Regions from separate parts of the Mus musculus genome. Here regions 2, 3 and 4 are each linked to region 1. Evidence: chromatin contacts called from public promoter capture Hi-C data. All regions are on one chromosome and are shown on one strand. Each heading gives the region's core, a stretch centred on a gene start, on an enhancer-like site or on the middle of the called end of the contact. The rest is flanking DNA. Distances are from core to core; before and after follow the strand shown.

Region 1 (5,818 bases), core at 2,203-4,702:
CTGTCTCAAAAAAACAAAACAAAACAAAACAAAACAAAACAAAGCAACAAACGAAAAAAAGGAAAATAAACAAAGACTTTCCAGGGTCAGGGGTTGAAAGGTTGACTCAACAGTTAAGAGCATGTACTGTTTTGCAGCAGACCTGAGTTCCTCTCCCAGCACCCACATCAGATAGCTCACAACCATAATAATAAAAAGAAAGCGAGCTTTAAGATGTTTCAGAATTCAGCTGGGTGTGATGGCGCACAGCTTTAATCTCAGCTCTCAGGAGGCAGAAGCAGGAAGATCTCTGTGAGTCTGAGGCCAATCTGGCCCACACGGTGAATTCCAGGACAGTCGGGGATATATAAAGATGCCCTATCTTAAGTCAAAACAACCAACCAAGTTCCTGCCAAGACTATGAGCTCTGCTCTTACTCATGAGCCTGGCAAAGCACTTCATAAATTTAGATTTAATTCCTGTCTGGTGTATAACCCTATTCGAAATACTTCTGACTGGCCACTGAATAGTAGACTTTGATTGAAGCACTTGATGGATATTGCATTAGTTAGGGTTCTCTAGAGTCACAGAACTTATGGATAGTCTCTAGATAGTAAAGGAATTTATTGATGACTTACAGTCGGCAGCCCAATTCCCAACAATTGTTCAGTCGCAGCTGTGAATGGAAATCCAAGGATCTAGCAGTTACTCAGTCTCACACGGCAAGCAGGCGAAGGAGCAAGAGCAAGAGCTAGACTCCCTTCTTCCAATGTCCTTATATTGTCTCCAGCAGAAGGTGTAGCCCAGATTAAAGGTGTGTTCCTTAAACTCGGAGATTCAATCTTCTGGAATCCATAGCCACTATGGCTCAAGATCTCCAAACCAAGATCCAGATAAGGATCTCCAAGCCTCCAGATAAGGGTCACTGGTGAGCCTTCCAATTCTGGATTGTAATTCATTCCAAATATAGTCAAGTTGACAACCAGGAATAGCCACTACAGATATGTTCACACTTGGTTACTTTACAAAGCCATTCAGATAAGAACCACTACCATCTCTATCATCTCAAAGATGAGAAAAGCAAGGCTTAGAGAGGTAATGGTTTTTCAAAGCTGCACAGCTAGAATGGGCCCATCTGATGCTACTCCAATGCTTACACACCTGCAGTACTGCATCGCCCAGTCTCACCAGCATCCCTGCCACCTCCCTGTCCGGCTCTAATATTCAAATGAAGAAGAGCAAGGCAAGGTGGCAGGCGCATGCTTTTAATCTCAGCACTCGGGTGACAGAGGTAGGAAGATCTCTGAGTTCCAGGCTAGCCAAGCTTAAATAATGAGACTCCGTCTCAAAAGAAGCAAAAATAAGTAAAGACCAAAGCCTACATTTTATGAGGTTCTGCCTCTTATCGTCCCCCCAACAACCAAGGGAGGGTAGTTTTGTCCCTTATTTAATTTACCACCAATACTTGTAGGAGAAGCCTGAGTCAGAACCTCCATTTGACTGTTCTAGACCCATGGGCCCCTCAACGAACCACTTCATTATTGTTTTCTCTCAAATTAAATGCACAATAGTCCTTCTGGGATTGAAGGGGCGCAGACACGCAAAGCACATCCCCGAGGATGAGGAACTCGATTCAGGGTGGATCTGGAGTGACTCTGCATTATGCTAAACACCAGAGGACAGGTCAACCTGCCCGCCGTCTCTTTGGACAAGTCTATGTAGCTCACACTGCTTCCAAACTGGAGACCCCTCTGCCTCAGCCTCAACAGTGCTGAGATTATAGCTACGGGTCACAGTGCTGTGCTGTCATTTTTCTGGCCAGCTGTGAGGGCGCATGCCTTTAATTTCAGCACTCCAGGAGTGGAGAGCAGAAGCAAGTGGATCTTTGTGAGGTTGAGGACAGCCTGGTCTACACAGTGAGACAAAAATCACAAACGAAATGTCTAATTACTTCAAGTTTCCTAGTTTATTGTTAATATTTACAAACACCAAGGTTCTTGTGAGAAATAGATTCTCAAGTTGGAGAGATGACTCTGAAGTTAAGAGCATCATCGACTGCTCCTCCAGAGGATCCAGCTGCAATTCCCAACATCCACGTGGCAGCTCACAACTGACTGTAACTACAAGATCTAACACCTCACACGGACACGCACGCAGGCAAAACACCGATGTACATAAAATAAAAATAATTTAAAAAGAAATGGATTCTCTCTCAGAATCTTAGACAAGGAAACCAAGACAGAATTTATTAATAAATGTTTTCATCATACTATGTATACTATGCAGTTATATCAATATCATAAGACAAGTGGAAGCCATTTCCTATTTATGGCATGCAGACCAGACCCAAGTTTTCTTCTACCAAAGTAACTATAGGTTTAAAAAGTGACTGTGAAGTTGGGAATATTACTCAGCTGGTAGAGTGCTGGCCTAGCATACTCAAACGCCTGTGTTTGATCTCCTGGACTGCATAAAACTGTGTGGCGGGACATGCCTGCAATGAGAACAGGTCAGACTGAGAGCTGGCTGACGAGATGTTCCAGATCAGCTTTTGCTATATAATGTGTTCAAAAGTCAGTTTGGGCTACATAATAAAATCTCGTCTCCAAGAAAAAAGGGGGGAGGGGCGGATGGGCTGTGAGACAGGATAGTGGTAAATATCAGGAATCACAGAGCTTGAGTGACTGAGGCAGAGGGATCTTTACCAATGTGAAGCCAACCTGGACTACAGAAGCTGCCAGACAGACAGGACTATAGTGACTGCATTTAAAATCTTCATTAAAACGGAGCAGGTGGCACCTCTTCTTACTGCCCGAGCCCTTTGCAGTATAACTTAAGAAAAAAAATTCTTGTTTTCCTTTTCTTAGAAATTAAGATAAGCAAAATATTTAATGAAGCAAATACACTAAGTCCAGCCAGCTAGCTAGGAAATAGAGCGGACAACATAAAGAAAAGCCAAGCCAAGCTTCTTTGCCCTTGTAACGTCCGCACTTCGCGCTCTCAGCCTTTCTGCTCCAGCAATAAAAGCTCTTTTCTGCGACTCCTTGGAGTCTGGTGCGGCGCGACGATGGTAACGCCTCTCTCAGAGGACCGCAGGAGGCTGCCGGTGACAGGTAAACGAGTGGCGGACTCATCTGACAAAACCCACAAGGGTGGCACGGAAAACCCGGGAAAGCCAACCGCCACCCAGGAGCGTTTGCCACACGCCCAAGAGGACCATCGACGAGGGTCACCACCAGCAGCAGCACTCTCGGGAGACTACAATGGGGACAGAGGATGCTGCTCCGGTTAGTTCCTAGAAAACCGCCACGAGCCTGGGGGACCCCGACAGGTGAGGACCCCAGCCCGCGGACACGCTCCGTGCCGTCTGCACATCAAGCCCGGATCGCCCAGCGAGGACCTGCAGCCCCAGCCAGCAGCCCTCTACCCTCGCTCACCAGAATGCTCCTCACGCCTTCCAGCCGGGTAGCCACTTCCGGCTCGCGACCATAGAGAAGCGGAAGAAGAGAGCCACAGGCCGGAAGTGAGACACGAAGGCCAGATGCAGCTTGGGAAGCAAGGAAGGGGCGAGTCTAGTTCTATTAAGTTGGGAAACTGGGGCGATAATGTCCAAGTCTGTGCTTCGTGCCCCTTCACCGGAGTGTGAATTAGTGGGCCCTCCGCCGACTCACTCGAGTGAGTTTGTGGTATCTCAAGAAAGCACAAGTGTCGCTGTGCTATCATTTGAACAGGAGTGGATTTTGTCTTCTGACTTTGTTCAGGGCCTCACTACATAGCACACTTGCGGGTCTTGAACGCTATATAGATCAGGCTGGTCACTACGATCCGCCTGCATTGGACTCGCTGGACTTAGGCAGGTGTCACCATGCCTGACTCTTCTTTAAATTTTTGTTTTGTTTTTTTTAGATTTATTTATTTATTATATGTAAGTACATTGTAGCTGTCTTCAGACACTCCAGAAGAGGGAGTCAGATCTCTTTACGGATGGTTGTGAGCCACCATGTGGTTGCTGGGATTTGAACTCTGGACCTTCAGAAGAGCAGTCGGGTGCTCTTACCCACTGAGCCATCTCACCAGCCCTTGTTTTTGTTTTTTGAGACAGGGTTTCTCCGTATAGCCCTGGCTGTCCTGGAACTCACTTTGTAGACCAGGCTGGCCTCCAACTCAGAAATCTGCCTGCCTCTGCCTCCCAAGTGATGGGATTAAAGGCGTGTGCCACCACCGCCCCCCCCCCCCACTCTAACTTCTTGATACTATCGGAGTCACTACACCCAGAAAGGAACTGAGGCAGGGGCATAATCCTATATTACACCTGCTTCCTGCTTCACTGTTTTGTTTTGTTTTGATTTTTTATTTTCCCCCAAGACTCTAGTGCAGTACCTGTAAGCTTCAGATGTTTCCTATGCCTGGCATTTCTGGAGTAAATTCTGGTTGTCTGCAAACATGAACATTGAATACCTTGTGGCGCCGAAACAGCTCCTTTTCTTGCTCTGGGACGAAGATGAAGACGGTCTCCCTAAGAGATCAAAGCCAGTGTAACCCTCAGCCAACTGGAAGCTGCCCTGCCTTAGACAACTACTGAGATTCCTTGTAGATGAAGACAACACCACAACGTACAGTAAATATTTAATTTGGTTCCATCAACATTCTCCTGGATGGTAGCACAACCATGCTAAGCAGGGGTTCATGAGGTACCGGGGTCATTGAAGAGACCCCAGAATCACAACCTACTCCACAGACCTAGTGTTTCTGCAAAATGAGGGTTTGGGGGACAATGTCAAGAAGGGAAAGAAAGAATTTGATGGAACTATAGGTCTCAGCCTGTGTTTTTGCCTGTAGGAAGGAAGAAGTACAGAAGAGCTGAAGCACAAATTCAAGTTTTAACCACATTATGTAGGAAAACATGGATACGCCTCTCCATCTGTCTAGGAACAGGGTGCTCCCTTAAGATCCTCTGTCACCTCTGTCCTGTCTTCCCAATTCTGTATTTTAAATTCTGAATCCTATGTGCCCACTTGTGAAGGGTTCCTGCTTCAAGGCTGTCTCATGTACCCAGATCCTTCCCACTCCCACCCTTTTCCTAGCCCTTTAAGTAGACTTCTGGACCACCTACTGACACTGATAACTTCTGGATTTCCTCCTGACTGTCACGACTTCAGACTTTATGGCAGTTCCAGGATTTTTATTTATTTTTTTTTAAAGACTCAGGCTTGCTTTTTTAACAAGTAGACACCAGAGAGTTCCCGGGCCATACCTGGACTGATACCCTTTCACACCATACCTCCTAACAGCCAGTCATGCCTGCTTTTATGCAACTAAGCCATGGCCACAGTTGGGAGCTGGGGACTTATGTCCTGGAGATGACGGATCTTAAGAGGAAAGTGTGTGAAAGCTTAAAAGGTTGCTATTCTGCAGCTTGGGAAGTTAAGAACTTCTTCATCCAGCATGGGAGAGAGGTTAGCTGGGTACGGACGGACTAAGTTCTCAGAAAACGTCATCTTTGTCGAAGCTGAACACCACCCATCAGAAGTCTTCCAGAGTTCAGAGAAAACTGTGCCAGGTGGCCTAGAAGCGCCTCCTTTCCAGGCTAGTCCACAGGAGAAAGGGAAGGAGGTGGAGGCAGTGCCAGCTTCACTGGAGAGGAGAAATCTTCAGAGGAATCATGATTCGTGACTCCATGTGTCGAACCAAGGGGACTACAGGGAGGAAAGCAGAGGTTACAGGGTGCCCGGGGCAAGGGAGGTACCCTTGGTCACTGACCCAAAACTCACAAAAGCCTGTGACAGGGAGGGCTCCCTACTATCATCTGAGAGAGGCCCATGGTTCCCAAGTTATGAGA
Region 2 (5,917 bases), core at 2,387-4,886, 1.0 Mb after region 1:
TTTCCCAGCTGCGATAGCACATGCTTATAATCCCAGCACTCCAGAGGCTGGGATAGAAGGCTCATGATTTCAAAATCAGCTTGGGCTATGTAGCAAGTCCCAAGCAAGTCTACAGTGAGGCTCTGTCTCAAGGCAGAACAATAACAAAAATTGATAACAATTTATTTCCATAAATTTTTAGATTGTGAATTTATTGAACAAATTGGTTTTTTGGTTGTAGAGTTTCCAGTATTTTCTGAGTAAATTCTCTGTGCACCCACAGGCAAGCAATAAAGACTTTTTTCCAGGTATAAGCATATCCTGCGGGGCTTACCTTGCAACACTATAAGCTCCGAGTAAACTCATCCTTCTCTAAGTTTTATTGCAGCATTAGAAAAGAAACTAAGACAAGCTCCTTGGGATAGTGAGCAAATTTCTCTATCTTAAAATATTTAAAACCAACTTATTTATTATTATGTGTCGTGTGTGAAGATATGTGTCGTGTTCATGTGTGCCACAGCATGTAAGTAGAGGTCAGAGGACAACTTTCCGGAATCAGCTTTCTCTTTACACTTGACTGCACTCAGGTTGTCAGGTTTGTGGGAAGGGCATTTATCCCCTGAGCTGCCTTGCTGGGCCCTGCACTTCTTTTATACTGAGCCACAGAGATACTTGGTAAAATTCAAGTTTAGTGTTTTGCGGTGTGGAGGGAGGTTATAGAGACAATCATAGATGGAGCTCAGTTGTCAAGAGCACTTCCATAAGCCCCGGGTTCTATTCTGAATACTCATAACCATCTGTAAGTCCAGTCCTAGGAGTCTGATGCCCTCTTCTGCCCTCTGCACACGCGTGGTGCAATACATACATGCAGATAAAACAGCCATACAACATAAAAAAATAAATACATACATAAAATTCAGAAAAATAATCATAGATGGTACTGTTTCGCTCTGGCTCTTAGCAGGCTACACGTACTATTCTGTGACTCTCCTCTGTTGTTAAGATCGATGAACACATTCAATTCATGTCACCTGGATACGTAATGACATTCTCCATGACCTGTCTCTTAGTAGCTACAGGTTATATTTATTTGCCTTGATTCATTATTCACAAGGAGCTGCCCAAAGGTGATGATTGGTTCGAATTCCATTGTTCTCTTTATAGTTATCGGACAATGCTTTGGTTAGTATGAGATTAGTTTTACAACAAAGGTAACTTATCAGTTTTCAGAATAATGACGAAGTAACTCCAAAGTGAGTTATTTGTTTTTAAATAACTTTAGGGATTTGTGGGCTTAATGATGGCTTTACAGCCCATCACAATAGTGATTATTCTTACTGATGCTCAAATTGTTTCATTTGGATTATAAGTGGTACCTCTTTCCAGCCTAGCAAGGCTGGCTGTGACCTCCCGCCACTGCTTAGCGGAGCCACCTGCTGTGCTGCTCCTTTGATGTGCCATTACCTGCCCGAGGCCCAACCTGCCTGAGGCCGAACCGGTTCTCTTCCAAGACTTTCCGGAGTTAGCACCGAACTTTGATCTTCATCTTCGAAAGTTCCCACTAAAAAGCTGACCTATCTACTTCTAAGGAACTTGCTTGGCCAGGGACGGGCCTCCCTTTTTCTTTATAAAGCGTGTTTGCTGACATTAAAATTGAACCTTGAGCCGAGCCTTGTCTTGGTTCCGTCCTTATCTCGCGCAGCCTAGCCCCTCTTCTCTTCCAGGTTTCCAAAGTGCCTTTCCAGGCTAGAACCCAGACCTGTGATCTGCTAGCCGGACACAACATATAAGGTCATGTTTAAATTGACTCCTGAGTTCTTTGGATAAAACATGTTAACACAGTAGTCCTGAATGACTCTTTGCTTCTGACTATGACAAGATCTTCCAGATAAGTTCATCTATTCTTTCCTCCTTTTATTTATTTATTTTTTAAATGTGCATGGCTGTTTTGCCTTCCCATAGATGCCCATACACCACATTTGTGCCTGTAGAGGCCATAAAAGGGCATTGGCTCCCTGGGACTGGAGTTGTAGATGGTGTGAGCTGCAGTGTGAGTTCTGGGACCTGAATCCCAGGTCCTTAGCAAGACTGGCCATCGCTCCTGCTCCGGGTGGCTCTGTCTATCTTGTGCATTTCCTGCTCCAGACTTGGAGTTGACATTTCTTTGGGAAAGATCAGAGATTTTAAAGTTTTTCTTTTTTTTTGTCCAGAATATTAAGAGTGAAAGCTCTGGGCCAGGTATAATGGCTCACGTCTGTAATCCCAGAACTCTGGTTCTAAGAAACAAACATTTCCAGATGGAGACCAGCCTGGACTACATATAAAGACTCTGTTTCAACACACTTTATTTTAAAAGATTTATTTATTTTATCTTATGTTTATGAGTATACTGTAGCTATACAGATGATTGTGAGCCTTCATGTGGTTTCTGTTCTGGGAATTGAATTCAGGACCTCTGTTCACTCAGGCACAAAGATTTATTTATTGTTATATGTAAGTACACTCTAGCTGTCTTCAGACACACCAGAGGAGGGCATCAGATCTCACTACAGATGGTTGTGAGCCACCATATGGTTGCTGGGAATTGAACTCAGGACCTTTGGAAGAGCAGTCAGTGCTCTTACCCACTGAGCCATCTCACCTCCTTCCCCCCCCCCCCCACTTTAAAAATGAAAATAAATTTCCCTTGTTTCTAGAAGCTTTGGTTTCTCTAGGATAAAGGGCATTCCTTGTGGTGGGGTGTGGGGCAGCTGTTCTGTGTCCTGCCCTCCTCTTGACAAAACACTGAGCTATTAGCTATTTGCCAGACAAGCTGTTCTCCCTGGTTTGGGTCTTTGTACACAGCGGTTTCTCCTTGAAGGTCTTTCTTGTTTCTCTAACTCTGTAGACCTTGTCTCTTCTGTGACTCTTGCCCAAATTTGGTAGAACTAATGACAGGCCTGTCATCTTAGGTAGCTTGGCAATTTGTTTCAGGAGTCGAAACATCTCGTTAAGAATTTATTAGTTAGCTTCCTTCCCTGAGGGCTGCACACACATCTGACACGTGCATGCACAGTGGCTGCTTCCCAAGCTTGTCAACCTTGCTCTCATCTCCTGCTCTGGTCGCTGACAAAATGTACCACAGAACTCTCTAGTTAATAACTCAATGATGCTCTCGGAGCATCTACTCTGCCAAATGTGCCTCATATGCACCATCTTATTACAGCCTTTGAAGGAGGTATTATCTTCATTGTATAGATGAGCCAACAGAAGTTTGTGGAGTGGCTACAGTTCCCACAACTAGGGAGAGGGCCTAGGCTGGATTTCCTCAGGTCGGACTCCCAGGGTTTGAGATTTGCTGTCCACGACCCACCCATTGCTCAGAGTTGCGTGGCGAGCGCACCGCGTGGCTTTCATTCACCATTGTTCTCCCAGCGCCTGGCACAGGAGGGACAGCAGCCTGAAGCGTGAAGTGCCTTCCACGTCGTCTGCCTAACTCTTGGCCCACGGGGTTCCTTCCACCTTAGCCAGAGCGGCGGAGGGACCCACGCGCACCCGATCTCTGTCGCTCACGTGAGGGCTCCACCCATCCCGTCCACTCCTCCACCAACCCCGCCCGGCTCCGCCCCGCCACTCCCTCCGAACAGGCCCCACCCACTCCCGCCCCGCCCCGCCCCCACTCCGCGCTCCGCCGAGCTCGGGTCCACAGCTCTATGGGGAAAGCGGCCGCTCTGAGCCGAGGCGGCGGCTGCGCTGGCCGCTCCCGCGGGCTCTCGTCGCTGTTCACGGTTGTGCCCTGCTTGTCCTGCCACACGGCGGCGCCGGGCATGAACTCATCCGCGTTCGGCTCAGGACCAGCGTCAAAGCCTCAGCTCCAGCCTGTGCAGGCACCAGAGCGGGAGTTGCTGTCGAAACAGGTGTGCCAGCCAATTTCTGAGCCGGCGTCGAGATCCGAACCTGGGTCCCAGACGACGTCTGTGCCAAGGCCTTCAGGGGTTGGGCAGGAATCGGAACTACAGGGCTTGTGGCCGGGGTCAGAGAACGGCACAAGGTCTGTGTCCATCATCAAAGCTTCGCCAGAGCTGGCAATGCCGTCCCCGCTGCAGTCAACAGTAGGGAGTTTGCCCGTCACCAAACCCGAGTCCAAGCTGGTGCCAAAGACCCAGTCTTTTCTGCGACAAGGACAGGCGAAGATTTCTGTCGGGACTCCGGTGTCAGGGATTGGTGTCCAAATGGTCTCACCACCTCTGGACAGCTACAAGGGTTGGCTCCTCAAGTGGACTAACTACCTGAAGGGCTACCAGCGCCGTTGGTTCGTGCTCGGCAATGGCCTGCTGTCCTACTACAGGTACGGAAGTACCGAGGTAGGACATCTGTGGTTGGAGGGTGGTGGTGGCCGGCCTCGACTGTGGGGTGGGTGTCACCATAACCCTTCTGAGATGTTTGCATGAACTTCTGTAGAAGTAATGCCTGTCAACTGCCAAGGGAAGACGTGACCTGTGGACATGGCCTCTGGCAAGCTTGAGTTTAAAAGGATGAGTGGGGAGATGGGTGGAGTAGGTCTTTTGTTCCCCTCCTGTTTTTGGTGGTCATGGAACCAGGGGCTGCGTCTGGTTCACTGTGTTCATGGAGGGAGGCAGCTAGTGAACCCCTCTCTTGGGAAGGACTGTGGGTCCCACCTCCCGTGGTTACTTCATTTGTTTCCTACCTTTGCTGACACCTGCTGGTGGCCAGGCCTTGGGCTGGGACTCGCTGACCCACAGATAGAGCAGACATAGTGTGTACCCCCTGGGACCCCAAGTTGACATTTTGCAGCAGATAATGCTTTCCTGTTCCCTTGCTTATTCCAGAAGTAGCTTGGGTTTCGGAGCTGCAGTAGAGACAGAGCTGGCACGACCTCCTGCTAAAGCTGGACTTCCTTCCCTTTCTCACTAGCTGTTTCCTGGGATTGCAAGCTTTGAGATCTCAGGCCGCTCTAGATGAGAGCTTCTCAAACTAAGTGGGGTTGCTGCAGCAGTGTCTAGGTCTCCCGCTGAATCCCTCCTGAGATAGGCCTGAGGAAAGCACCCGAGGGATGGCTTTTCTAAAAGTTTCCGTGTGAGGACTGTGAGGCTGGTTCAGAGTCAACTCTTCAAGAAGGCCTTCTTCACTGTTAGACAGATTTTCCCACCATGTTGTTGGCCAAAGCTTGGGTTTCCTCCGCTAATAGTACTTCAGGTTCTGCTGAGCCCTTTGGAGACAAGGCGCCTGGTGCAGAGGCTTGCTAAGTGTGGTATGGCTGAGAATATTCGTGCTCCACTGGTTAAATGTGACCCTTGCACCAAGTTGAGAGTCAGGGGCCTTGTTCCCTTTCAGGTGGAGGAGAAGCCAAAATGAGTCTGAGTTGCCCTACTCACGTAGTGTCTCAGCTGTGACCCAGAACACAGGGTTAGCACACCAAGCAAGCAATAGGAGACCCTACCCAGATGGCGGTTTTAATCTATATTAACATACACTCCAGCTAGGCAACGCTCCTATCCAGCTATGCAATGACAAGGACTTTTTTGTGATTTGCTGAGTTATTTTTCATTTGGAGGCAAGGGGGCATAGCGTCAGCTGTGGTCATGAACTTCATTCTCTGTTACACTCATTCATTTCATCCCACTGGCCGCGGTGTGAGGTAGGCTCCCATGTCATTGTATTTCACAAGGGAGTATTTTGAGGCTGGAGAGGAGGAGGAAGCTTTGTCATCTGGTCACCTGCCCAGGGCCTGCAGCTCTTCAGTGATCTCACCTCTTTATGCTCCAGAACACTTTTCATAAAAGTGGTATTTCTTAGTACTCAAGCTTCCAGAGGAGTCTGCTCTTTGTGCCTCAGTTTCTCCAGTGCTGGAATTACAAGTCTGTGCCACTATCTCTGGATTCCCATCCACACTTCTGATCTAAATCCCATTTTTCAGTCCGAGCATGACCATCCTGCC
Region 3 (6,395 bases), core at 3,160-5,659, 1.0 Mb after region 1:
ACCCAAAACAGGATCGTTTGGGCAGTAGAACTGCTGGAGTCCTGATTTGTGATAAATATGTGAATCTGTGTACAGACAGAGGCAGGCTGACCTGAGTTGGAGGCTAGCCTAGATTATATATCAAGTTACAGGGCGGCCAGAGTTACGTAGGGAGACCCTGACCAAAACCAATCTCAAAGAACTGGACTGGGGATTGGCTTGGTGGTAGAGCATCTGCCTAGCATGCATTGAGGCCTTAGGGTAGGATGACCCAGAGAACTGAGTTCAAGTTAATTTAACGTGCTAATTTAGAAGGTTTTTTTTTTTTTAAAGATTTATTTTTCTTTTCTGTGTATGAGTGTTTTCCCTAAACATATGTATTTGTACTGCATGTGTGCCTGGTACTCTAGGAGACGAGAAAAGGGCAACAGATTCTTTGGTACTAGAACCATAGACAGTTGTGGGCCACTATGCGGTGCTGGGAATCAAACCCCAGGTCCTCGGGAAGAACAGTAAGTTCTCATAGTCACCGAGCCTCCACCTCCAAATGTTTTCTTTTAATGACAAAAAGGCTCAAATAAAGTTCTTTGTTAAAAAAAAAATCTGTGTTTCTACCAGGTGAAGGCTGGGGTGGGAAGGGATGGGGCTGCTCTTGATGAAGGATGACATTAGTCTAGAACAGCAGTTAGCTTCATCCTCTCCTGCCTACCTCATACCAGGCTCTCCATTAGACTGTTACAGTGTTTGTCAGTGTAACTGGAGTCACCTGGGACAAGGGACCCTCCACGGAGATGGGCTTCTTGATGTGAGAGGGTCTAGTCCACCATGGTTGTGGCTACCTGGGCAGGTGGCACTGAGCAAGTCACGGGGAGCAAGCCACATTCCTTCATGACAGAGTGTAACATGTAAGTCAAATAAACCCTTTCCTCCCCCAAGATGCTTTGGGTGAGTTTATACCACAAAAAAACACACTGTAGCACTAAGTCTAGGCTGGACAAGGTGGCACATACCTGTGAACCCAGCATTCCTAAAGTACAGGCAAAGAGACAGACCGGTGCTCAAGGCTACACAGCCTGGGCTACCTGGGAGCAGGGCTTAAACCAAACCAACCCAAACCAAGCCTTCTTGAATCAGACCCTAACACCAAGGGCTTCTGAGCAGCCCTGAATCTCAGGCTTGCTAGAGACAACTCACTTGTTCCTCACAGTCCTCACAGCTCCTCAACAGTCAGCCAGCCTGGGACCCTGAGTCTCATGGTCTGCAATTCTGCACGCGGTCTTGTGTCAGGACTCTCAGGTTGCAAAGTGAGAACTCTGGAGGCGGCTTCTCGGATGAGGCCTAGCAGAGATCAAGCCATTTCTTCATCTCTCTCACATAGAGGCTCTGAGAACATGTATAAACTAAGGCCTGTGTACAGGTAGGATTGCTGATCTGGGCACCACTGGGATCCAAGCACTGTGTGAATCTGATCTAGAAAACCAGAATTGGGCCACTGTGGTAAAGGTAGAAGGGGCAGTCTCTGTAACCCTGGTTGAAGACCCCTAATCTAGCAGGCTGGCACTTACATTGAGAGACATCCAAGAGCACCAGGAAGCTTCAGGATTTGCCTCTGAAAGAACCAGGTGGGATTTTGGCAGATTTGTTTCTGGGTTGGTCATCTCCGGGAGGGCTGCAGGAACCCCAGCTTGCCATATGCACTGGGCACTGGTTCCTATGACCCAGCACCATCTGCCAGCTCCACCCTACCACTCACAGAAAAGTTACCTTCACTATATTATAAGAAATGAATGTACTCTCTGAAAGCACAGATGACAAGATAGTAATTGTTGGGAATTTCTGTTCTTGATTTTGTTTTTGAGATAGGGTCTCATATGTAGCCTAGGCTGGCCTCAAACTCACCTTGTAATCTTTCTGCTTCAGCAATCTGAGGTTACAGGCATGCACCACCAAACCTGGCTGGACTGCGAGGTTAAATGCTATAGCAACACTTTTTCTGGCGTCATGAAAAGCACCATCTGCTGTGCTCCTGCAGCAACAAAAGTCGAAGTTCAAGTTCAGACCTTGGTGTACTGGAGTTACTGGTGGGCTGGCTTACAGTGGGATCATCAAACGGGTCTCCTTCTCGTAGATGTCTGGGATCCGTCCCATTGGCGAGTCCATCATCTGCATTGTATTCTTGCCAAAGAGCTGCAACTCGTAATGGATGAGCTGCTCCCAAAAGCCACTGTTGGGCCGGATGATGGGCCTGCATGACTTGGTCCAAGTGTGGGCATCTACAAGGGACATGGCATGGTACTTCATGAGGTAGGCGAGGCACAGCGCAGCTGAGCGGCTCACCCCAGCAGCACAATGCAACAGTGTGCGGCCCTTCTGCATCTCCACCGAATGGATACGGTCGGCAACGGAATCGAAGAAATTGGAGAGGCGTGCGACGGGCGCATCGACCACAGGCACCTGCACATACTGGATATCCTCGTAGAAGGTGTTTGCTACCTCTACTGAGACGTTGATGACTGTGGTGATCTGATTGCTGGACAGTAGGAGCTTGTTGTTGGCAGCCACACCATTGCTGATAAACAGGCTCTTGGTGATCTGCGAGAGGCCTCTGATCGAAGGCTGGGGGATCTGAACTGGGAAGGCACTCCACGGTGAAGTCATCAAAGTGGAAGTCGACAGTCCGTGCCGTATTAAGCTTGCATCTTTCTGCTAGGCTGTGCCCACTGAAACCTGCAGGACGGAGGAGGAAGTTTGGAGGGCAAGAACCCATCAATCGAGAAGCACAGCAGAGAACTCAGTGATTACACCAACATTCACATCACTGAGCCAGAACTGTTGCCCAAGTGCTGGGGGTCTTTTCACACAGAGGAAGGGGGCCAGCCATGGCCAGAGAGACCGTGAACAATGGAAGGGACGGGCCTTAGGTCTACTGGGGTGGTTTCAGGAGAAAGAGGGTGGTTAGGAGCTGAGGGAGTAGAAGCCACTGAAAGAACATTAGGGTGGATATGTTCCGATTACGTTAAGTAGAACTGGACCCAAAGGTTAAAGGTGACAAGAGGGAAAGTGATATGCCAAGTCTTTCCATCTTCTCATAACCAGCCAGCAAGTCTAGCTGTTTTCAGCACACATGACTGGTGTCATCTACATACAGCACAGCTAGTGGAAACTCATGTTCTCTGCTCAGCTGTGTGACTTCCAACATTAATGACCTCAAAGTCAACTGAGAGCAAGTAGAAAAGAGCCTTGGTGATGGTCACCTGGAACTGCAGCATTCAGGAGGTAGAAGAGAAAGGTGGGGCCCTTGCTTTATGGGTCCTGCCCCCCAACAAAGAGCTGAGGAAACAAACTACAGGGTTTTTTGTTTGTTTGTTTTGATTTAATTTTTTCCTTGTCACAGAAACAAAGCTGTTTTCTTAAAATTAACCTTTGAGAAATCAGGATTTCCCAGGCAGGCCAGTTTCAGCTAGCATAAGGTCATGGCCTAACTTATCCTCTCAGAATGAAAAGTCATTCAGGTAACCTCAGGCCAATCAGTTATTTTTCCACTGTTCTGTCTCCCTGTTCCTGCCTTCCAAGGAATGTGACTTCCAAGTGACATTTGGTTTTGTTTCTGCTCTCTTCAGTCCCTTCAGAGGTAAAGTTAAAATGCAAAGCTTGTGGGAATGACAAATAAAGGCATTTGTTATAGAGTTGCAAAGATAGTAAGAAGCGATCACAGACAGTAGGACATGGTAGAGCAGACCTGGAAGCTGAAGCAAGATGTGGTGTTCCTGACCAGACTACTGGAACTCTTTCAAGAGTTTCAAGAGGGGGAGGGGGAGGGGGGGGGAGAGGGGAGGAGAGGAAACAGAAACGTCATCTCCATTTTTTACATTTTACAACCAACCAGGCTTTTGGCATCTAGTTAATTTGTAGCCGTGAAACCTGAGACTCGAGGAAAACCAGTTTTGTTCATCATTAGACAGCAAGTTCTGAAGGCTGATATTTCTGGTGGATTACACTTTCTGGAGAAAGTTGGCAAATATAGGTGGGGCGCTGGTTAAATTCTGGGTTATAAACGTGGAACAGAGTCCACAAGTAGATGAGTGGAAGGTGCCACAACAAGCCTAGGAAGCTTGGCCTCTCTACGTGGTGACAAGACTCAAACAATCTTACCTCCTTCCCTCAGTGCCCCCGAAATCTTTCAGGGCAGAGCCGCGGACGACCCTCTCCAAGAAAGAGAGGGCCCTTCATGATTCCGGACCTTGGTAGCAACGGCTTCTCCTCGCGGAACAATGGGCAGTTCGGGGCTTAGGGGGACCCCGCGACTGATTCTGTACCTCGAAGGACTACGCAGTTCCCAGGCGTTTGGGAAAAGCTGGGTGGGCTGCCTGTCTTCACAGAAATGCGCCAAGTAGCCAGAAGGACCATTGCTACACCCACCGCCTGCACGCCCCGCCCACTCACCCTTCGTCTCCTAGGCAACACGCCCAACAGAGCCTCACAAAGAACGCCTAAAGACTGTCACGCGGTCTGCTTGCCGGTTGTCTCCCAGGCAACGCACTCCAGTGTAGATAGTTGCTCTGCGACCGCGTGTCTTTCCACCATGGTTTTAGGTCTTGCTAGCTTTCCTGAGTCGCTCTCTAGCCAGTCAGAGACCGCTACACAGCCCAGAAGGCCTTCAGTCAAATGGGACTTGGGCTCGGATTACAGGAAAGGTACCGAAGAGACTACCGCTTCTGGTTCGAACTTCCGGCGCGAGAGACTGGACAGCCAGCCGGATCTTGGCCTCCACGTCCAACCACAGATCTACTTCCTGCGGCCGCGGTCCCCACTCCCCAAGTTGTTATTCAGGTGTGGCTCGGGTATACAAAGCAGTTGTCAGACCCGGGACCCCGTAAGGGAATCCGACTCACTTTGTTCCAGCCGTGTCCCCCCCCCAACCTCCGCCCTTAGATGTTCCTCTGATCGCAGCAATGTCTCCGATCGCAGGATTTTTCAGACTCAGGCCAACCCGTAGGACCTTCAGAAGCCCGTTTTCTGGGCCGAAGGCACTGTCCCGTTTCTAGCCTTCCGAATGAATCCTGACCCTGGCGTAGTGTAGGCTTGACGTCTGCAATTGGTCTCAGGCTCCAATCGACTTGGCAACTCCAGGCCTTCCCATTCTCCAGCGTCCTTGAAAAGCCTTCAGTTCCCCAATGTTTGACTCCAATCCTGTCCCCCTTCTTCAACCGGCATCAGCCAAGGATGTAACAAGTCCTACAGAGGATTTATTATGGAAACACAATTTGTTTCAAAAATGACCAGTATTTATTACTTGATAAATTTGGTGCATCACTAAGTAAAGAGGGTCTTTAAATATTTAGTCTCTTTTTGGTTGAAAATAGGACTTAGACTTGTGTGTAAATTCCTGACCGTTGACTCTGTCTTCCCATCCGCACCTGGGTATGTTGAGTCATCCTGCATAAAAACCAGAAAAGTGGAACTGGGTAGCTTTCAATGTTCGTTCCTTTGTATTAGCAAGCACAGCCTGACCACAGTTGTTCCTAACTCATAGGAAAATGAACTGGAGAACGTTATTAGAATCCCCCTAAAGGTGCTTTGTTTTCTTCTTAACTGAACGTGGTTGCACACGATTGTAATCAAGCACTCAGGTGCTGGAGGCAGGAGGATTGGAAATTCAAGGTCACTCTCAGTTCAAGAGGGAGTTCTAGGCCAGCCTGGATACACGAGACCTTGTCACAAAATATACATCTTTTTGTTTGTTGGGTTTGGTGGTGGTGGTGTTTTCTGTTTTTTTGTTTTTGTTTTGTTTTTGTTTTGTCTGACTATGAATGTATTTTATGATGATCTTATTCTGATGTGCTAACCAATAGAGACTGAGTTTAGTATAAGTTGTTATTTGTATTCCTTCTGTTCCTGTGTGTATCAGACAGCCATTTCTGTTTCAGTCAATTCATGTGTGGTTCTTCCCTTTTTGCTATTGTTTGTTTGGGAATCTGTATTCAGAAATACTTCACCAGCACGTATGTCATTTCCCTGGTTTCCTTTAGAGTGGTTTGCCAATCATTTCAAAAGTAAAATAAACTAAGCAACATCAACAACAACAAACCAAACAGAAGTCGGAGCAGCAAACCAATCACTGTGCTGGCTAGTTTTTGTCAATTTAAAACTACTAGTTTTACCTGGGATGAAGGAACATCTTTTGGGGAATTGTCTACAGCTGATGGCCTGTGGGCGTGTCTGGGGAGCAGTTTCCTAATGACTGGTGTGGGAGGATGTAGGGCACTGTGGACAGTGTCACACCTGCGCGGGTGGTTGGGTTGTATAAGAAGGCCAGTTGAGTAAGTCATGAAGAGCAAGCCAGTAAGCAGCCTTCCACTGTGGTCTCTGCTTTAGTTCCTGACTTCAGGTTCCTGCCCTTAGCTCTGCCTCAGCCT
Region 4 (6,446 bases), core at 711-3,210, 1.3 Mb before region 1:
GTGCTGGGAATCAAATCTGGGTCCTCTGGAATATCAGCTAGTGTTCTTTGTTTTTGTTTTTCTGAGACAGGATTTCTCCATGTAGCCCTGGCTGTCCTGAACTCTCTTGGTAGACCAGGCTGGCCTTGAATTCATAGAGATCTGCCTACCTCACTGGCATTAAAGGTGTGTGCCACCACCAACTGTCTGAGCCATCGCGGTTGCTCCATGGGTTCTTGAAACAAAATTTAAGATCATAATTTTTTGTTTGGTTGGTTTTTTTTGACACAGGGTTTCTCTGTGTAGCTCTGGCCGTCCTGGAACTTACTCTGTAGATTAGGCTGGCCTCGAACTCAGAAATCCGCCTGCCTCTGCCTTCCAAGAGCACGATCATAAATTCTAAGTTGAAAAAATTTACATCAATTTATCTGTATGGCTTTACTTAAAATTTGCTAAGGCCCAACACTATTAAGTTATTTGTTAAGCCTGGAATGTCTCTTACTGGAAAAGCATTTTCCTAACATGTTCAAGACCCTGAGTTTGTCTCCTAGAACTACAAGAAAACAAAAGTAAAATCAGTATTTTGCTCTGTGTGGTGGCATATATCTTTACTTCTGCACTTGGCAGGCAGAAACAGGCATATTTCTGTGAATTTGAGGACAGTTTGGTCTATACAGCGAGTTCCAGGGCAGCCAAGGCTGCAGAGTAAGACAATGTCTTTTAAAAAAGTTAATTTGTAGATGTTAGTTAGTCTAGTAGAGATGAAATTCATTAAAATCTTTTTTGTTGTTGTTGTTGTTTTTTTTCCGGTCAGGATCTCCTTGCAGAGCCCAAGTTGGTCTTGAACTGGCTATGTGGATGAATAAACATTTCTGGTTCTGTCGCCACCTTCCCAGTGCTAGGTTTACAGGTATGGGTTACTACACAGTTTATACAACATTCAGGACACATTAGTCACACATGTGGGTTACTACACAGTTTATACAACACTCAGGACACATTAGTCACACACTTTACCAATTTAGCTACATTGAATGAAAAAAAAACAAAAAGGAGGACATGATGGCTTCTAGGTATGGTGGAGGAGGTTTATTGTAGACAGGAGGGAGCAGACAGCCAGAAGCAGAGGCATCTGGGAGAATTCAGGGTGGAAGTGGCTGTAGAATGAGCTGGGCCATGTGAGAAGGGTTAGGGGAGAGGGTAGAAGAGACCTGGAGTCAAGAGGCCAGGAGACCAAGAGGCCAAAGGGTAAAAAGGACCTCATAACCAAAATGGCTGGGTTACATAGGAATCAGAGAAGCTTGGGGAGGAAAAGGCCAGCTCAGACTCTGGACTGGAGAAGTTTAGGGTAGAGGTCAGGATTAGTATGCCAGCCAGAAGGATCCTGTACCAGAAGGTACTGAGGGAGACTGGTGGCCAGAGTCTGCTTTGATATTTTATTAGGCATCTCAGCCATTTGTCTTCGGTTTGTGACCTAGCATATGTTCCTAATCTGTCTGTCTTTCGTCTCCCCCCAACCCTCTTCTGAGACTGGGTTTGACTCTATAGCCCAGGTTGGCCATGATTTGGATGCGGGGATTACAGGTATAAACCACAGATTGATTGTGTGTCAACCTTACATAAACGTTTTCTTAAAATGTCTATATGCACGTATTAGTAACGGCACGTGTATACACACATGCTATACATACGGATGCACACACACATATTTACAGTATCATACTTCTTTTTTTCCTTCACTGAGCTTTTCACACTTTTCTTGTCCTTTCAAGTCACCTTGAAATCTGGTGCAACCTTCTGAGTTTCACTCATAGCTCTGTTAATAGGAATTCCATACAATTCTACAATATTCCTTTTCCGTTCCCTCCGCTAACAAACAAAATGTGGTATTATAAGAAGGCGCACCAGACACCTACGCAGGAATTCAATCCAGAAAGAAGAAAGGCTCCCAGACCACGTGACACCTCCAGGGACTACGTCAAGTGGCCGTCACCACAATGCTTCCGCCCTCTTCAAACATGGTTGGCAAGCGCTCTCCGCATCGTGACCATGGTTATTCTTGCATGTAGGAACCGTACTGAGCGCATACCAATCTCCTTTAGGCAAGTGTCGCGGCGGAGGAGATCCAGCAGAGCCGCAAGAACGACGATCGGTTACCGCCGGTAGTAACAAGCGCGGACCGGAAGTTCCGCGTCTTCGCTGTCCGGGGGGAGCCGTTAGGCGCGCACGCCGGAAGTGGCCAATCAGCCGGTGTGAGGCGGTGCCCACTGTGTTCGCGTCCCTCGGGCAGCAGAGCCATGGAGCCCGGGGCTGCTGAGCTTTATGACCAGGCCCTGTTGGGCATCCTGCAGCACGTGGGCAATGTCCAGGACTTTCTGCGCGTGCTCTTCGGCTTTCTCTACCGCAAGACCGACTTCTACCGCCTGCTGCGCCACCCTTCGGACCGCATGGGCTTCCCGCCCGGGGCCGCACAGGCCCTGGTGCTGCAGGTGAGGTGGAGAGAGGCGGCGGGCCGTTGGGGTCCAGCAGGTCCTTACCCCAGTTCCACCTCCCAGCGCCAGAGGTGCCCCGGCTCGCGTCCTACGTCTGGGAACTGCGCCACTCCGTAGCCCACCCTTCAGGGTTTGTGATTCTCTCTGGGGTGCCACCAGGTGATTTGAGTAAATGGCCAGGCGTTATCTGACCCACGGATCCGTTGGCAGGAATGCGCTTCTTTGGGTACAGGCTGGGTTTGTGCGGGAGATGCTTAGGTGTTGGACCTGTCAGCCTGGGTTTGAGGGCCTCCCAGCGCCCTGTGGGCATCCCCAGAACGGTGCAAGGGGCTTGTTAGGCAGGGTTCAAACCGTGCAGGCTGTAGGAGGAGGACTTTCACAGCGGGAGAAACTAGTAGATTTCAGAATTCCCGGGCTCGGAGGTGGCAGGAATGACTGGTATGTATTGATTGGTGGGTGTGGCCTCTTGCCAGTGACTTACTAAGTTGGTGGACAATTGTAATGTTTACGAAATTTACATTTGGATTAAAATTTATATGTCCTAGGTTATATTTATTGTTTTTGAAGCGTTACTAATGACTGACTCAAGTTGTTTGGACACCTTTTTAAAAACTGTTTTCTTTCGAGACAAGATCTTGCTGTGTAGCCCTGGTTGACTTGGAACTTGCCAGGTAGATCAGGATGGCTTCGAACTTATGGTCCTCCTTCCCGACGCTCCCGCGCTGGGATTGTTGACATTGTTGAGTTAGTAATAAGCAAACATTTAATGAATATATTTAACACTCTCAGCTGCGGTATAGACTCTGATGGTATGGATATTTAAATAATGGTCTGTCTACTTTTGACACTGTACAGAGAGTAAAGCACAGACACTAATAGAGAGCTCTGCTAGTTCTCTGTGTGGTAGAGCTCTTTGGAAGGAAGTGATAGAAGTGGTAGTTAGGAAATTGAGACAGTTTTGTAGGAGACGTTGAAGTAGGTTTTGAGGGGCGTGTAGAGTCTGATTCACAAACCTATAAAGTGCTTCATGTCACCTTTGCTGTTTGTTGACCCCTGCATCAGCCCCAGACAGGGCTTTCCTGTGTAGCTCTGAAGTCCTGGAACTCACTCTGGCATCAACCTCAGATATCTGCCTAGGATTAAAGACTCGAATTGCCACCACCTGGCTTACCTTCCATCTTAATCTGTTCTGTGGGCTTGTCAGGGGTTACTTTCTTCAGTTCCTCTCAGTGGAAGAAGCCAAAGCTTAGAATGTTCTAGTAACTCTTAACATAATGACCATGAGGTGATCAGTGGGAAGGTTTGCTACTGAGTTTCAGTTTCAGAATGGAAACCGATGAGTCCCTGGGGTAGCTCATCCTTATCAGTGGCCCAAGTGCTGCTGGTTGAGTAATTGGAGAGGGTGAGAGGTGGCACCTTGTGTTTCTTTATAATGAAGTCTTGCCACCTGATCGCCATGCTCTCTGAATCTGACGTAGTAGTTCAACAAGGTTAGATGACAACAAGAACTTCACTCTGTTTCCTGCAACTCAGGACTTCAGTTTTCTAATTCCAAATCTTTTTGCCCTTTTTGTCATTTAGCCACTCCATAGTATGGTGAGAACTTTTGTTTTGGTTATGAAAGGAGGAAAGAGTATCCCAGTGGCTGGCTGGCATTTGAATTTCTTCTGTATAACATCTTATTTTAGCTTTAACACAATTTGAGAGGTTGGTTCTTGTTTGTCTGATGAACTGATAAAGGCAAGATAGATGCACTTATCGTACAACTTTATAAAACAGCTACCTCTGAAAGGTTAAGATAGCTCTATAGGTTACAGTGTGGTGCCCATGCTATGGGAGGTAGGGAGCCGAGGAAGGGACAGGGTCAACCAAATATTTCAAGGTTCCAAATCTGGGTAACTGGAAGAGTGAGGTCATTAACTGTATTGTCACTTGGATTTGGGGGGTGGGAAAGTTTTAGATAAGTTGAATTTGAGATCGCAGACAGGTTCTGGCTTCAGAGCTGTTGGAATGGTAGGACTGGATCTTGCAGGAGATGGAAGGACTGTGAAGTCTGAAGAAGAGCCCAGTGTAGAGGACAGCTGGGGAACGGTCACCGTAAGGGGCATTGGGTTCTACCGCAGCCAAGGTTACAGTCCCAAGTACAGGTTTAAGAGTTGTTTGTTCTTACCCTTTCTCCAACCCCAGGTGGTTCTCAACCATCAGCCTTGACCGAGAGCCCTTTTATCTTCTCAGTTTCTTTCTTTTGTGGGGTGGGAGGTTGAAGACAAGGTTTCTCTGTGTAGCTTTGGCTATCCTGAAACTTGCTTTGTAGTCCAAGCTGGCCTTGAACTCACAGAGATCCGCTTGCCTCTGCCTTCTGAGCGCCGGCATTAAATAAAGGCATGTGCCACCACTGCCTGGCTCAGTTTCTATTTTCAAACAAGTATTTATTGAGTCTCCACTATAATATACACTGATTTGGGCCATGAGAAACAGAGGCTTATAAGTTGTTGTGGGGTTTTGGATTTTTTTTTTATTCTGAGAAAAGGTCTCACCATGTAGCCTTGACTGGCTTGGAACCTACTATGTAGATCAGGCTGGTCTCGTATTCAAAGACATCTGCCTGCCTCTGCTTCTTGAGTGCTGGGACTAAAGGCGTGCGCCACCACATCCAGCCAACCAAGAGACTTTTTACTATGTATACACTTGAATACTATTTTCATCAGGTAGATCATAGTAAGTCCCCCGAGGATCTGCTTTTTTTTTTTTTTTTTTAATTTACTGAAAGCCTTTGCAAGAGGCTTGTAAGCTACATTTAGTATTGGTAAGGGTTTTGGTATCTTTTCTACTCATTTACTGCTTTTTCTGTTCTTGATTCAGTGATCCTAAGACTCCTTCCTGTGACTTCCTCTCTCAAAGTGTGGTTGCTGCCCAGGGTCTGTGAACAGGCCGGAGTGGTTTGGGTGGTTTCTGTGGCGCTTGGGAGCTCCCTACCGATGTCTTGGGGAGTAGCTGCTGCTGTGTGTGCTTCTTTATGTCAACTGAATCCAAACCGAGACCAAGGCGTCTAGAAAGACATAATCTGGGGCTGGTGAGATGGCTCAGTGGGTAAGAGCACCCGACTGCTCTTCCGAAGGTCCGAAGTTCAAATCCCTGCAACCACATGGTGGCTCACAACCATCCACAACAAGATCTGACTCCCTCTTCTGGAGGGTCTGAAGACAGCTACAGTGTACTTACATGTAATAAATAAATAAATAAACCTTTAAAAAAAAAAAAGACATAATCTCAGCCCAGGACTTGCCTTCATCAGATGATTGATGTGGGAGGGCCCACTGTGGGCAGTGCCATCCCTGGGCAGGTGGTATGGGGTGTATAAGAAAGCAGGCTGCGTGAGTTAGTAGGTGTCATTCCTCCGTAGTCTCTGCTTTAGTTCTTGCTTCAAGTTCCTGCCTTGGCTTCACCTGATGATGGACTGGATCCTTTAAGCCATGTAAACCCTTTCCTCCCCAGGTTGTTTGTGATCATGGTGTGTTTTACACAGCCACAGAAAGCACACAAGTGCAGTGCTGCTGACAGAGGCTGGCTGTCTGTTTCCCTTCTCAGGGTTTAGAGCATGAGTGAAGTGAGTAAAGATTTTGTTCTGTTCATTAGTATTAGAAAATGTTTTTGTTTTGTTTTGTTTTTTTTTGTTTTTTGTTTTTCGAGACAGGGTTTCTCTGTACAGCCCTGGCTGTCCTGGAACTCACTCTGTAGACCAGGCTGGCCTCGAACTCAGAAATCCACCTGCCCCTGCCCCTGCCCCCCCCCCCCCCCCCCAGTGCTGGGATTAAAGGCGTGCACTGCCACGCCCGGCTAGTATTAGAAAATGTTAAGAACAAAAGTAGTCTAGTCAGTCAATGACTAAACAGACAATGACTCCTGGAGTCAGTGTGAAAAGCATGGCTAAGTGGAAGTCTTCCTTATAGGAGTCAGGAGCCACCTGTTTCTCAC

Evidence for each region. Promoter capture Hi-C pulls out the DNA fragments that hold promoters and counts their contacts.
Region 2: a promoter capture Hi-C map of liver shows a contact between it and region 1, with 3 times the contacts expected there. The contact joins the promoter of Osbp2 here to the promoter of Thoc5 in region 1. A contact is called at or near these places in 2 of 39 promoter capture datasets (liver and stem cell-derived epiblast-like cells).
Region 3: a promoter capture Hi-C map of liver shows a contact between it and region 1, with 2.9 times the contacts expected there. The contact joins the promoter of Dusp18 here to the promoter of Thoc5 in region 1. A contact is called at or near these places in 3 of 39 promoter capture datasets (hippocampal neurons and liver) and 1 of 115 datasets of contacts at active chromatin or transcription factors (pancreatic cancer cells).
Region 4: a contact with region 1 is called in a promoter capture Hi-C map of pre-B cells, with 5 times the contacts expected there. The contact joins the promoter of Nudcd3 here to the promoter of Thoc5 in region 1. A contact is called at or near these places in 2 of 39 promoter capture datasets (liver and pre-B cells), 1 of 484 Hi-C or Micro-C datasets (pre-B cells) and 1 of 9 other capture datasets (liver).

What each region holds. Positions count from the first base shown.
Region 1 is chr11:4,892,977-4,898,794 of GRCm38.p6, reverse strand. Thoc5 (THO complex 5) reads right to left here and starts at 3,452. Exons shown (of 20, transcript NM_172438.3): 1 at 3,417-3,452. It overlaps Nipsnap1 (nipsnap homolog 1), which reads right to left. Exons shown (of 10, transcript NM_008698.3): 10 at 4,594-5,675. The coding sequence ends at 5,611.
Region 2 is chr11:3,861,622-3,867,538 of GRCm38.p6, reverse strand. Osbp2 (oxysterol binding protein 2) reads left to right here and starts at 3,636. Exons shown (of 14, transcript NM_152818.3): 1 at 3,636-4,306. The coding sequence starts at 3,672.
Region 3 is chr11:3,893,254-3,899,648 of GRCm38.p6, reverse strand. Dusp18 (dual specificity phosphatase 18) reads right to left here and starts at 4,409. Exons shown (of 2, transcript NM_173745.5): 1 at 4,132-4,409; 2 at 1-2,706. The coding sequence starts at 2,637. The coding sequence ends at 2,071. It overlaps 4921536K21Rik (RIKEN cDNA 4921536K21 gene), which reads left to right and starts at 4,523. Exons shown (of 3, transcript NM_026150.3): 1 at 4,523-4,809. The coding sequence starts at 4,562.
Region 4 is chr11:6,195,965-6,202,410 of GRCm38.p6, reverse strand. Nudcd3 (NudC domain containing 3) reads left to right here and starts at 1,960. Exons shown (of 6, transcript NM_173748.5): 1 at 1,960-2,468. The coding sequence starts at 2,277.